Regions from separate parts of the Sus scrofa genome. Here all the other regions are linked to region 2. The links are chromatin contacts, called in public HiChIP or PLAC-seq and promoter capture Hi-C maps. All regions are on one chromosome and are shown on one strand. The core of a region is the stretch at or near the end of the contact, and the rest is flanking DNA. Distances in the headings are between cores, read along the strand shown.

Region 1 (3,244 bases), core at 179-2,678, 290 kb before region 2:
TGACAACATAAAGTCTTCCATTGCAAGATGTTTAAATAGCAGCATATTTCCTTGTACTGATTTAATCATTGCATTTGTAATGTTTCACTAGTCAACACATATTTGTGCTTGCCTCACCATTTACTAAGAGCAAAGTCCTGAGAGAGGAATTACTAGGTCATACAGCGTGAATACTGTTAACTTTTGGATGTTTTCCCCCAAAGTGACCTCTAGAAAGCTTGTGATTTACATTCTGGCCTGACTTCTCACTTCCTCATCAACACTTTCATTTTCTCCAAGTTTTACAATTCTGTTGGGAAAATAATGGCACCTTTTTACTGTTAGATTTTACATTTCATTGTCCCAAAAGTTGACTATTTCCCCATAGTCAATTTTAGACTAGTTTCCCACTGTCTATTTTTATCTCTTTATTTGAAAGACTTGACCCATATCATAGGCCTATTTTTCTATCAGTGTGTTAGATACTTTCCTTATTTTTTTGTGAGATCTCTTTTATATAATACATTTGTTGTATATTGGAAATGTTTATCTTCATGTGCTTTTAAACTTTACGTTTTTAATTCAATGAGGATTTACATCTTCGTATAGGTAAATTTACCTGTTTCCCCCTTTGCGGTTTCCTTCCTTTTTTATGTGCTTACAAACTCCTGTCTTCACCCATGTTAAGGTAAATATCACCAGAGATTAAAGATGATATGATAGGAGCCTCTCGATATGTTACAACCTTTTCCATTAAATGAAGTCTCCCAATGTTTCCTAATCATTCATCAGGCAATAAACAGAATGAATTGTTTACTTAAAAAACATTTTTTTAGAATGAATTAAGTTTACATACACATTCATAATGAATTCCATAGCAAGTTTCCACAAGTTTCCTTAATTCCCAACTCCGGCACAATACCTTTGGCTCCAAACTTTCCCTTTAGTTTACAAATGGTGGTTAATCATTCAACGCTTCTCCACAACTTTTTTGGAAGAGTTCTCTCTCCTCTATCCCTCGCGGTTTTAATTTCACCCATACCGATACTTTTTTGCTTTGCAACCTCATGCTCCCCTAAGCCTCCGACCCCAGGTTACCCCAGTCTCACAGGATCCCGCCGACCCACCCCCCTCTCTGGGTACCGTAGTCCAGGGCCCAGCTCACACACCCAGATGCAGGAGCTCACTGGTGATGGCCTTTCCTATGCCTGTGCCTCCGCCAGTGACGACGGCCACTTGGTGCTGTAGACAGCCTGCTGCCAGGAAGCTTTTGCCCTTGACCCCAAAGCTCATGGCTGCGAACCGTTAGCGTAACCCAAGCAAATGCTAGCTTAGCTCACAGGATCGCCGCCGCTTAAAAAGTGGATAGGGCTGAGGCCACAAACCCACGTGACCTCCAGGACTCCGCCCCTCCCGGCTCTCAAGTCCTCCCTCCGCCTCCCCCCCACCCTCTCCCGACACCCGGACGCCCCGCCCCGCCCCGCGCGCGGTTCTCTCTGTCTTCTCTGCTCAGGAACACTGCCCCCGGCGGTGTCCTGACCTTCGGCACCCAATGCCAGCCTCTGTCCCGTGGACGTGTAGGTGAGACTCCTTGTTCCGTGTGTTTGCGTATTTGATTTTGATGCTATTGGGGGACCGGGGAAGGAAAGAAGATAAAAAGCGAGAGTGTATTCTATTTTGAAAAATTCAATCCTCTGTGCTATGGCTCTCACCATTAATTAAAATTAAATCTCTAGTGCATCCGAGAAAAGAGGCTGCAGCTCGGGGGCCTTGCTGCGCCCTCCCGCATTGGATGTCGAGCGATGATGCTCTGGTTCCAGCTGCTGTGTGCGGCTAGAAGGGGAAAAAAGGAGCAGCCTCAGCTAAGGGGGAGGAAATCTAGCTTCATCCTCCGGAAGGGATGGGAATGAGCAGGGGGAGGGGGAAATACAGTTGCAGTTATCCAGAGAACCGAGATAATAAATGATTTTAAAAGAAAATTCGAGCCCACCTCCACCTCGTCTCCTTCCCCTCACCCAGGAATAAAGGGAAGAAGCAACTTTTATCAGATTGGAGATTTGCTCCATTTCAGTTGGACTGCACAAATTGATGAGTCCAAAAGAGGATCTTTCCTTAAAGGGTGTATGCTTCCTGCAGGAACACATCTGTAGGTGGGTGTTTGATATCCTCCCTTCTAGTTCATTCCTTATGCAGGGGAGTGAGCCTCTTGAAGACGGGGGAAATTTCTCATGTGTATTTTGGCGCCCATTTACAGTGATTTATTGCTCAAATTCATCTCGCTTCGTACTGGCAATCCACCAGAGAGGAATTATACCTGGACCGACCAGGTGAGCTTTTGCCTGAGAACTTGGCAGATCTAGGGAATGTGTCAAGTGTCTTAACCATCCAGGCAGGATACCATTTCTAAATCTACTGTTAGAGTATTGCATTTCCCCTGCAAGGTATTAAAATAATGTAAAAGCAAACAAACGGAGTCCCTGTTGTAGCTCAGCTGAAATGAACCCAACTAGGATCTATGAGGATTTGATCCTTGGCCTTGCTCAGTGGGTTAAGGATCTGTTATTGCAGTGAGCTATTATGTAGATTGCAGAAGCAGCTTGGCTCTCTCTTGCTGTAGCTGTGGGCTGATTCCACCCCCAGCCTGGGAACCTCCATATGCTGCAGATGCGGCCCTTTAAAAAAAAAAAGCTAAAAAGCTAGCAGATGCCATCATTCTTTTGTTGGGTTCACCACCTAGTTATCATAGAGTGAATTGGAAATGAGTCTCCTTTAGAGTGGAATTAGATATCACTTCCTCTCAGTTCCTCCATCCCCCACCCTCCTCTGATCTGACCTCCTTTGAAAAACAATTAACCCTCCCTCTTTATTGCTGACCGATTCCAGTCTACACTCCTTTCAAGAAGGGAAGCTATGTCTTCTGCTTCCCGTTGGCTGGATAGTTTATTAAGGAATCATTCCTACTACTGATGTTAGTTATTTAGTTATGACCAATTTTTTTAAAAAAATTATACCATCAGGAGTTCCCTTCATGGCTCAGTGGTTCACGAATCTGACTAGTGACCATGAGGTTGTGGGTTCAATCCCTGGCCTCACTCAATGGGTTAAGGATCCAGCATTGCTATGAGCTGGGGTGTAGATCACAGACGCTGCTCGGATCCTGTGTTGCTATGCCTGTGGTGTAGCCCAGCAGCTGTAGCTCCAATTCAATCCCTGGGAACCTCTTTATGTGATTACCCCCCCAAAATTATACCATCAGAAAAGATGT
Region 2 (3,535 bases), core at 69-2,568:
AAAATTTTTTATTATAATTGATTTACAATACTCTGTCAATTCCTGCTGTACAGCAAAGTGACCCAGTTATATATACATATATTATAAAAAGGATATATATATGTGTGTGTGTAGATATATATAGATATATATATTCTTTTTCTCACATTATCCTCTATCATGTGCCATCACAGGTGACTGAATAGAGTTCCCTGTACTACACAGCAGGATCTCATTGCTTATCCACTCCAAATGTGATAGTTGCATCTACTAACCCCAAACTTCCAGTCCATCCCATTCCCTCCCCCTCCCCAGGGAAATATTATATTTACCACCAATATTTAATAGTGAGTTGATTATGGAATGGAGAGGTGCTGGTGCTCAGAAACGGGGTAGACTGGTTCTGAGAGTGTCAGCCTAATACTTTTCTCTCAAGAGTATGGGCTTCGGAATCAGAAACACAAATAGCCTAACAAGGCTTTGAAAAAGTTAACTGCTCAGGTTTCCTTTCTGTAAAAGAGGATTTGAATAGTGCGTGTTCCATCAGGTTGCAGTGAGGATTAAATGAGATGATTCACATTAGATGTTCAGCACAATGGCTGATGATGGCAATGATGATGACGATATGACAATGACGACAATGTTAATTCTCTTTTTGTCCAGGAAGGTCAGGTCAGGATTGGAACAGCGGGTGGAGCTTAAACTGCAAGGTTATCAGTATCAGGAATGGATGCCCCAAGAAATATATTTTTTAAGAGCTACCAAATCCATCTGCCCGCCTGGGAAGCCCTTTGGAGACAACTCTGACATAGACACTCCAGTTTGGATACCTCAACAACCCAGGCTTTCAGAATCCGGGTACTTGCTAAAACTTTTGAGGGAGCCGAGGACTACACTTCCCAGGGTGCATCATTTCCCCCCCTCCCGCCCACGACGTTGCGTCTCGCCAGGCTCCAGGTTTAAACTACGAATCCCTGCAGCACAGCTCGGGTTTCCCGTCTCATGACTCACTCTTTGAAGCGTAAGTGGGGGCCGCCTTGCCCCCTGGGAAGTGTAGTTCCTCGGTGAGCGACTCCATCACCCCGACCACCTCCCAGGCCCGATTGCTGAAATAAGGCGAGCGAACTCGCAGCGCTCGAGAACCCGCGCCTAACAGTCCACTCGGAAGAGAGGCTCGGGAGGGCTCTGGAGACGCACCTAGCTTCGGGGTCGGCCGCGAATGTGGTTCGCATTATAGGCCTCACCGGGTGAGACGGTTAAACTGGGAGGTAGGTGGCGGAGGCGGACGAGACCAAATGCTTCCCTGCAGCAGGGAGTGGGCCGACCGGAAGGGTGAATCCAAGTGAAGGTGATAAGAGTGGCAGTGGCGTCCCCCCAGACCGGGTGGAACACAGGTCCCAGCAAAAAGAAGAGGGGCGTCCATGCGGTGGGATGGCTTTATGGTTTAGGGCTGATCAAGGGACTTCATCATCCCATGGCCTCGCCTCCCCTGGCTAGTGGAGGCAGCGCACCGGGCCTTGGACCTGGAGCATTTGGGGGCGCCGAAGCGCCCTGCTTGTAAAGTTAGGCAGGAATGTTTTACCCCGGGAGCCTGAGAACTTCAGCCGGGCCAGGGACAAAGCCTTTCCCTAACCGCTTGTTAATTGCTGGTGGTTGGAGGAAGTGGAAGGTGTCGGGATTTGGGGGTTCTGGTCAAAGAGGGTCCTAGCAGAAAGGAAACCTTTTTACCCCAGGCTCCTCTCAGGGCTCCTCCTCCCCCATGTCACTGTTGTAAACATTATGTGGCGTTACATTGAATGGAGACTGTTTCTTCTGAACCAAGCCAGAGAAATTTGGTGTCCAGCGCTCTGGGTCTAGAAATATTGCAGAAGTGGCTCAGCTCATGGAAAAATGACCTAAGAAAATTAATTGGAAAAAAAAAATCAGGGTACAAAACAGAACATATGTAATGATCATATTTTGTAGTAAATTCATCTACCTCCCAAATACATGGCGTGTAACTATGGCTATGAATAGAAAAAATTCAGAATTATACTATAAACTATGAACAGTGATTATTGATAGATGGTGAGATTGCAAATTAGTTTTACTCTATTCTTTACATCTTTTTGTAACATTCGAATTTGTACAATGAGAATATATTTTTTTTCCTTCTTATTTTTCCAAAAGAGTTACTCAATTGCTCCATGGCAGTGAGTTTTAGACAGCAGGCACTAAAGCTTGCACTTGACTAGTTGCAGGCTGATTTGCCAGGAATGGTATAAGGATTGAATTTGAGGGTTGAATTTTAGGGTACAGTCTCTGTGATGCTAATGCTTTTTTCCTTCTTCCAGGTTGGCAAGAGGCTATTTTAGCAAGCATCACGCCATGGTATGTGGTTGTTTTGGTCTATGTCTGTCCAATCCAATATCCTTTCTAGTTTGAAATGTCACCTTTCTCATTATTTGATGGATTTAGGTTGCATTGCATAACTTTCTTGGGATCCGATAACTCATGTTGACTAGTGGATGAGAGGGAGAAAAATATTGCTGTTGAACTACCTTTTCAGCTTTGGATTTGATGACCTTGCTTTTTGCCTTTTTGTCAGGATCATGGGTTTTGGCATATGCTATATACTGTCCGTGTGTGTGTGTGTGTGTGTGTGTGTATGTTTAATTATAAAAGAAACTTTAATATTTCCTTTGGTTGTACTCCTTGTACATTTCGTGCGACAAAAGCTTGTTAAAATCGAGGTAACAAATAAATACATTTAATGTTTATTTCATTACTGTTTTTCCTTCCTCAGGTTTTGCCAAGTTTCTGATAGAAAATTGACATTCCTGTGCCAGCATTTCCCTGTTAAAATGTCCTTGCCTCTTACAGAGGAGCAGAGGAAAAAAATTGAGGAGAATCGGCAAAAGGCTCTGGCCCGTAGAGCTGAGAAATTAGCAGGACAGCATCAGAACACAGGCTCTGGCTCCTCCATTGCTGCCACATCTTCCCAGTCCAAGCAGGGCCCTTTCCAAAACCTCCCCCAGGATCCTTCTAAGTCAGGGAGCCATGGTATCATTTTCAAGCAACAGAATCCCCTGAGTTCAACTAATGGTGACCAGAGACCTCAAAATTCCCCCAGTTTTCAACTCAGTACCTCCGAACAGGCAAAGGGGACATGGAAGAAGGAAGAAGAGGTGCCCACAGCCTGCCTGAGCCACCGCCTACCAAGTCAAATGACTGTCGCTGGGATCTCCCCTCCCTTGGCACACAGTCCTCCAGAGGTCCCCAGCCAACAGCTCTTGGGTTATGCATTAGGTCAAGATCATCCTCAGGCTTCACATGGGACCAAATCAACACCATTTGCTAATACAACTCATGAGCCTTTGGCCGGAGCAAAGAATCCCCAAGAGACAGCAGCTTCCTTGTCTGGACAGCCTCCCAGGGATGCTGTATTGGAGGCAAGATGGCGAGACCCTCTGCCTCAGGGCAGAACGTTGCTGATGTCCATTGTGGCACAGAGAGGATGACGCCCGGGACAGAAGGAAACTCCACCAGAAATTGGGGACCCCACATCAGCCAGCAG
Region 3 (3,645 bases), core at 820-3,319, 270 kb before region 2:
TGTTTCCTCAAATCACAGGTTTACCTAAGCCTATGTTAGGAAGTTGCAATGAAAAGCTGGGAAACCAATGGCCAAGACCAAAAAATAGTCATGATTAGCACAAGGGTAAGGTGTCACTGGAATAATGGAGGAGGGTGGGACGAGGGTGAGGAGTAAGGGCTAGCCAGGTCCAGTTGATGGGGCTCTCCCCTAGTTGGGCTTGCCACCTAGTGGAAGAAGTAGGCTTGTAAACTAATTTCAAAAGGGCTCTGATAGAAGTAGGTAAAAGCCTAGATTAGAGGAAGGAAAACTTAACCAAACAGATCTAAAGCAATCTCATCTTTGCTGTCAGCAAACACCTAAAGGATTTTAGAGAAGAAATGAGAGAGTGAAATACCATACTTGAACATTCTCTCTTAGCTCACAGTTACCTAATCTTCATAGAATATCAGGAAGGAGGATTATGCTTTCCAATTACGCTTTGCAGCCATAATATGCTAAGCTGGGTAAATCATGTCTGATCCAGTATGGTGACAGTGGAGTTTCCAGGCTATTTTGTCCATTGATATTAGGTACCACCCTTCATCTCAGTTCAAGTCCAAGGGGGAATAAAACTCCTGTTCTCCATGATTTTCAATAAAAACAAGGTTCTGAATCTTTAAAAGAGCTAATTTTAGGTGACTTTAAAGTTTTATTGTATCATTCATGGCCATCCAGGGCTTAAGTTTTATAATGTTGCAAAAGATTAATGGCCAACACAGTTTTCTCTTCTTCAGTTAATTCAATTATTAACACAAGCCTGTTGAAAAACTTTCTAGGCCTAAGATGGAGACACTCCTGCCAAGAGCCATGTCAGCAGTCCAAAATTTTTTTTTTTTTTATTTTCCCACTGTACAGCAAGGGGGTCAGGTTATCCTTAGATGTATACATTGCAGTTACAGTTTTTTCCCCCACCCTTTCTTCTGTTGCGACATGAAGCAGTCCAAAATTTAGATCACTTTTGTGACCCTATAAATGCTCTACTTGACCAGGAATGCAGTGCAATTGTCTCTGGCATCAGTGGGGGCTTGATCCTAGGACATCTGTAGATATCAAAGCCCATGGATATAGATAGATTTTTCTGTGCAAAGTTTAGCTTGGACCTGACTCCCTCAAATGGGCAAGGTCTGCAGGCTAGACAGCCAGCTTCCTTTGAAAGGGGACTGTGAGACTGTCAGGCACCGTAATTGATAGCTACCACTTCTAGGATATCTCCCTAGATTCCTCTTCTGAAAGTAAACCTCACTTCCTTCCAAACTAGAAACTCTCCAAAGAGCAAGAAATGGCTATAGGTTTGGAGCTGAATAGAGACAGAGAGTCCCAAGCATTGAGGCTTCAAGTAGGTTTATTGATCAGCTAGTGGCCAGGAGCACTGAGAGAAGGCTCAGGCGTTTTTTGGGGCTGGGAGGTGGTAGGTTTTATAGGGCTCTTGGCTGAAGAAAACTGTGTCAAGATTAGCAGCAGGCTACATGGGAGGTGTAGGAGGAGAAGATGAGAAAGTTCCAAGATAGGGTGTGCATTGAGGATTAACAAAATCAAAATGTAGTCAGGGCAATCATTGTTCAGGAACTGCCAATTCTTGGTAAAATAAGCAGGTCTGAAGTTTGGTTTAATCTGGCTCCAAGACAAAGTATTGGGATATCTTTAATAGCTGCTGTTTCATGCCTCCAGGCCTTTATGCGTGCAATCTCCTCTTCAAAGAAGAATGCTCTTTCCACTTTCGATTGCCCGAAAAACTGCTTTTCCTTCAGGATTGGTTCTAAAGTCATCGCATCTGTTAAACCTTTCATTACTCCTCTTTTTAAAAGAAACATGATTTTAGAGATGTTCAGTGATTTTCTGGATTCATGTTCATATTCAAATCAATCTAACTTCAGATCTCTAACACAAAACGCTGGAGTTGTTAATTCTCAATGTGAGAAAAAGAAAGTGTATCTTTCCAAGTCATTCCCATCAACCCACTTCTTGAGACTTGCTAAATGCTTGGGCTTCAAAGCTCAGCCAGCGAGCAAGGAATGGAATCTGCGCATGCGCAGAGCTTCGACGCACAGTTTCCCCGCCCTTCCCAGGCTCCGCGGGAAGTGGTTCTTCCCGCGAGCCTCCAGCGCCAAGGCCGGCGGAACAGAGTTTCAGCGCCGCGGTTTCCGGCTCGGAAGAGACTGCTGAGGCGCTGGCGGGCCAGCAACATGGCGCGGTGGGGGAATAAGGTAGAAGGAGCAATAGGTTTGGGCCTTGCCTGTGCTGAGGGTCTGGAAAAGGTGGTTCGGAGGCAGGAATCACTGGATCCAGGCGGTTCTAAGGAGCGAGGAGGGGAGATGGTGGTGGTGGGCTGGGTCAGGAGGGCCTGGTCGCAGGATGCGCGGAGAAAGACTGGGGATTTGGAGTCTTAAGATGGGAATTTGAGCCTCGCCCGCTCCCCACCCCCACCGCTTTCTCCCCACGGGTCCTTATCCTGCCTCCCATCCCACGCCTTCTCTCCGCAGCACTATCGCAGCCTACCCCAGACTCCTCCATTACTTCGGAGCCTGAGTTAAAAAAAAAAATCTGTGAAAGGGAGTACCCCTCCTGGCTCAGTGATTAGCGAATCTGACTAGGAACCATAAGGTTTCGGGTTTGATCCCTGGCCTTGCTCAGTGGGTTAAGGATCTGGCCTTGCGGTGAGCTGTGGTGTAAGTCGCAGACCGGCTCGGATCCTGCGTTGCTGTGGCTCTGGCGTAGGCTGGCAGCTACAGCTCAGATTAGACCCCTAGCCTGGGAACCTCCATAAAACTTCAGAAAAGGGAGTGTAAGTAGAATAAATGGAAATATAAAACTATAGCTTTACCTCTATAATAGTCTAATATTTCCACCTCTCTAATAATCTAATATTTCCATATTTATTCAAAGCTTACTCTGGTGAGTCACTGATCTAAATGCATTATTCCTGTCTCATTTAATCTTCACAACAAACCCATGAGCTGAAGATTTATATCCCCAGTTTACATGGGAGAAATGCGAGGCTTAAAGAAAGAAAGGTGATTAGCCCAAGATCACTCAGTCCACAAGTGGTAGAATGTGATTTGAACACAGGCTTTCTCTACTTTTAGAGCCCTGGAATTCAAAAGACTCTCTTTTGTTAGGAATGAAGGTATAATCCTCAGTGTCCCAGATTAATAACTTTATGAATTTTAGAAGTTTTTTCAGTGTAGGCAGAGAAGGGTAGTTCTCTGAAGGGTCTCTAGAGGGAGGTGTGTTCCAGGGAGTTGTTAAATCATCCATCCATCCAAAAAGTAGGCCTTTAACTAGGCATCCTACAAATGAACACGGTAGGAGTTTGAGCAGCTGACTCCTAGTCCCCTCATAGGGAAATACTGGTTAAAATGATTGCAAAAATATGCCACTCACCTCCTTTGTACCTCTTTCAGCTCTAATGAAGCAGCTGTTTATAGCAGGTAGACTTGCAGCAAAATTCCAATGGCTTGTATTGCTTCAGTGTATAAATGGAGAGTTGTGGTGCTGCCCCATTTCTTTTTCCTGGTTTTCTACTGCTGCCAGAAAGGAACTTGAGGTATTGCATGAGGTGTTCTGCTTTCAGATAAGAGGTTCCATACTGTGAAAACCTTTGGTACCTTTTTTTTTTTTTTTTTG
Region 4 (3,212 bases), core at 109-2,608, 350 kb before region 2:
AGGAAGCCAGTTGGACTAAAAGTGGGAGAGTTTCTTAAGGAAAATAAAATGAAGCCACAGAAAAGGGAGTGGATGCTGGTAAGGTTTGTCAATTATACTCAAGAATGGCAGCAGCTGACACACTGGTCCAAACATGGTTGCATGTGCCATCTGGAATGGACAGAAAGCACTCCACAGAGAAAAGCCAGCCCATGGTTCTTTCAGGTCCAATTCAGCAACTTGGAGCATGGAAGCTCTCTACCAGAAGGAATTTAGAACCCCACTGCAGTCCCTAAAAATTTAGACAAGTACTGGGCAAGTTCAGCAACATCTACTCCCTAAACCAAAGAGAAAGACAGAAATTACTTCACTGAAGGAGTTCCCCTGTGGCTCAGTGGTTTAAGAATCTGACTAGCATCCATGAGGATGCAGGTTCGATTCCTGGACTCGCTCAGTGGGTTAAGGATACAGTGTAGGATGTGGCGTTGCTGTGGCTGTGGTGTAGGCCAGTAGCTGCAGCTCTGATGGCTCCGAGCCTAGAAACTTCTATATGTTGTGGATGAGGTCTGAAAAAGGGAAAAAAAAGGAAATTACTTCTCTGATGTGAAGGACCTCTCCTATGAGGGTTTTGGCACAGGCAGAGTTTCTGAAAAGGGTGATCTTAAATCCCTGCATTAGAATCCCTAGGGGTGCTTCCTGAAACTCCAGATTCTAGACCCTACCTGAGATCCTCTGAATTCTAAGCTCAGGAGTGGGGGCCCCAGAATCTGCCATCATATCAGGCTGCCAAGCAAGGCTGGGACTAGGGTGAGGCTAATGAGGTGCTTGGAGTGCAGCAAGTCGAGGGGGTGCTCACTGTGGGGCAGACCCTGCACCTGTGCAACCCTGAGAGTGAACAGGTCCGGAAATGTCACACCCTAGCCCCTCACTTCCCTCACCCTAGCTCTGGCCCTGCTTCTAAGGCTTGGGAATTCTGAAGCGTGCTGTCATAAATTGAACTGTGTCCTTCCAAAATTCCTTTGTTGAAGTCCTAACCCCTAGTACCTCAGAACATGGCTGTACTTGAAGGTGGGGCCCATAAAGAGGTAATTAAGGTTAAAGGAGGTCATTAATCCAACATGGCTGGTCTCCTTATAAGGAGAGGAGATTAATGCAGACACAGACAGAAACCTTGTGAAGACAAAGCGAGAAGATGGCCATTGGTGAGCCAAGGAGAGACGCTCAGAATGAGATCAACCCTGCCGCCACCTTAATCCTGGACTTCCAGCTCCCTAACCATGAGAAAATGGTTGCATTTATGTTGCATAAGCCACCAAGTGTGAGTGCTCTTTGTTATGGCAACCCCAGCAAACTGCACTTGAGAACCAGTGGCATGGCCATTAAGAGCAGGACTCTGGTATCACAGCGCCCCCTGGTGGCTGCAGTCGGGATTAGGTGAGGTAATACACAAAGCACTCCTTTGGTTTCTGGAAAGTAGATGCACCTATAAATGCTAGATATAATCATTGCTGTTAACAAAGCATTTGTTGGTCAGTCAGCTTCTACCCCACCCCTTCACAGTCAAGGGTGACCACTTAGAATTATTCAATTTCACAAATACTTTTTGAGTGTAGACTTTATACACATGCCTCCATGCTCAACTTCTTGGGGAATCAAAGATGAAAAATAAACAGTACTCATCCTCAGAGCACTACCCAGAGCAAAAACTGGAAAATTATGAAACCGAAAGTTTCCTCTGTGCCCCAACTCATCACCTTGCTTCCTGCAACGTGCCTTTCCTTAGCTCGCTCCTAATTTTTCCACATTCAATGACACTGCCAGAGTTCCTGTCATGGCTCAGCAGTCAACAAAACCTACTAGTATCCATGAGGACTCAGGTTCCATCCCTGGCCTCACTCAGTGGGTTAAGGATCCAGCATTGCCGTGAGCTGTGGTGTAGGTCGCAGACTCAGCTCGGATCCAGCGTTGCTGTGGCTCTGGTGTAGGCCAGCAGCTACAGCTCCGACTGGACCCCTAGCCTGGGAACCTTCATATGCTGCTGGTGCAGCCCTAAAAAAAGAAAGACAAAAAAAAAAAAAAAGGCAAAAAACAACAACACTGTGATGCCTAACCATACTCCCATAGCTAACTAACTATTCTGCTATAACTAACTGTACTCCCATAACTACCTAACTGTACTCCCACAGTTAACTATCCTGCCATACCTAACTATATTCCCATAGCTAACTATCCTGCCATGCCTAACTATACTCCTTTAGCTCACTATCCTGTCATACATGGCTAACTGTATTCCCACATCTAACTACCTTCCATTGTCTAACTCTGCTGTCTTAGCTACCAATCCTGCTACAACCAACACTTTTCAGATGCCCACAACAGCCTCAATTCTCATATCTTCAGATGTGATCTGGAATTAGCTCTTTTCCACCTCTGGAAAACCACCTCCCTCTATAATCCCAAATATTCTGCACTCTCCAAAGAGTCGCCATACTATACCTAGCTAAAATTAAACATAAACCTGGACCCATCAGTCATGCGACATTTGTTCCTAATCCGATTAAACTCACTTCCGCAAACGTTTACCAAGTACCTGCTGTATACAAGGTGATATGAAGTCATAAAATAGAATGCATACATTAAAGAAATAATAATACAGAAAACATGACCACCATTCTTATTTGCTATGAAAAGCCCCAAATCTTTGCCCTAACTTAAGCCCAGATCCTACCAATCTGTCAACAGACAACCACAGTTATGCCAATAGATTTTCAGTTTTCCACTCATTAACTCTTCTTCCATAACACTCACAGGGATACATGAACAGGCCAGAACCTTGCAAACTTTCTGCTCGAGTTCTACAGAAGTAAAGGGACCAAGTAAATCTCCCCGTAAAGGTTATATATAAACCATCTTGTAATTCTCTGTGCTGCCACCTGGTGGGTTTCTGTTGTAAATGAACTGCAGTTTCTTCGGAGATGGGGCTAAGGTCCTTTCTATGACTATAAAGTCTACTACTTAAGTCTGTAAACTTCACCTACTCTCCCTTTCCTTGGCGAACTCTCCACAAGGGTCTTCTCTCCATTAGCTCTGCCTGAGCTGTTTTCTATCTAGAAAGGCCTTTGTCACTGCAGGTAGGGGTTTTAAGGAGCCACTCTCCTATCCTCTCACATCTTTCCTGTACACCCCCAAGAAGATGAGGTGTCCTGGTTTTTGTCCACAGGCTACTTGGATCA

What was found. Promoter capture Hi-C pulls out the DNA fragments that hold promoters and counts their contacts. HiChIP or PLAC-seq counts read pairs in DNA pulled down with a chosen protein or histone mark.
Region 1: a contact with region 2 is called in a promoter capture Hi-C map of fetal liver, with 2.8 times the contacts expected there. The contact joins the promoter of TMEM169 here to the promoter of SMARCAL1 in region 2. A contact is called at or near these places in 1 of 5 promoter capture datasets (fetal liver) and 1 of 2 datasets of contacts at active chromatin or transcription factors (alveolar macrophages).
Region 3: a contact with region 2 is called in an H3K27ac HiChIP or PLAC-seq map of alveolar macrophages. The contact joins the promoter of XRCC5 here to the promoter of SMARCAL1 in region 2. A contact is called at or near these places in 1 of 5 promoter capture datasets (liver), 6 of 47 Hi-C or Micro-C datasets (alveolar macrophages, brain, embryonic fibroblasts and 2 more) and 1 of 2 datasets of contacts at active chromatin or transcription factors (alveolar macrophages).
Region 4: a contact with region 2 is called in an H3K27ac HiChIP or PLAC-seq map of alveolar macrophages. The contact joins the enhancer-like site here to the promoter of SMARCAL1 in region 2. A contact is called at or near these places in 2 of 5 promoter capture datasets (fetal skeletal muscle and liver), 18 of 47 Hi-C or Micro-C datasets (alveolar macrophages, blood, embryonic fibroblasts and 10 more) and 1 of 2 datasets of contacts at active chromatin or transcription factors (alveolar macrophages).

What each region holds. Positions count from the first base shown.
Region 1 is chr15:118,334,487-118,337,730 of Sscrofa11.1, forward strand. TMEM169 (transmembrane protein 169) reads left to right here and starts at 1,429. Exons shown (of 3, transcript XM_005672176.3): 1 at 1,429-1,560. PECR (peroxisomal trans-2-enoyl-CoA reductase) reads right to left here and starts at 1,400. Exons shown (of 8, transcript XM_021075117.1): 1 at 1,149-1,400. The coding sequence starts at 1,272.
Region 2 is chr15:118,626,416-118,629,950 of Sscrofa11.1, forward strand. It overlaps SMARCAL1 (SWI/SNF-related matrix-associated actin-dependent regulator of chromatin subfamily A-like protein 1), which reads left to right and starts at 1,319. Exons shown (of 21, transcript XM_021076244.1): 1 at 1,319-1,405; 2 at 2,313-2,349; 3 at 2,765-3,414; 4 at 3,417-3,494; 5 at 3,497-3,535. The coding sequence starts at 2,823.
Region 3 is chr15:118,352,874-118,356,518 of Sscrofa11.1, forward strand. It overlaps XRCC5 (X-ray repair cross-complementing protein 5), which reads left to right and starts at 2,070. Exons shown (of 21, transcript XM_003133649.5): 1 at 2,070-2,225. The coding sequence starts at 2,205.
Region 4 is chr15:118,281,168-118,284,379 of Sscrofa11.1, forward strand. No RefSeq gene overlaps it. Among named protein-coding and RNA genes, the nearest start is that of MREG, 9.0 kb to the left of the region's middle. Within about 2 kb of position 1,359, at least 4 of the 83 cell types and tissues checked have an H3K27ac peak or open chromatin away from gene starts, as enhancers often do. A contact at or near this core is called in alveolar macrophages, where this site is marked.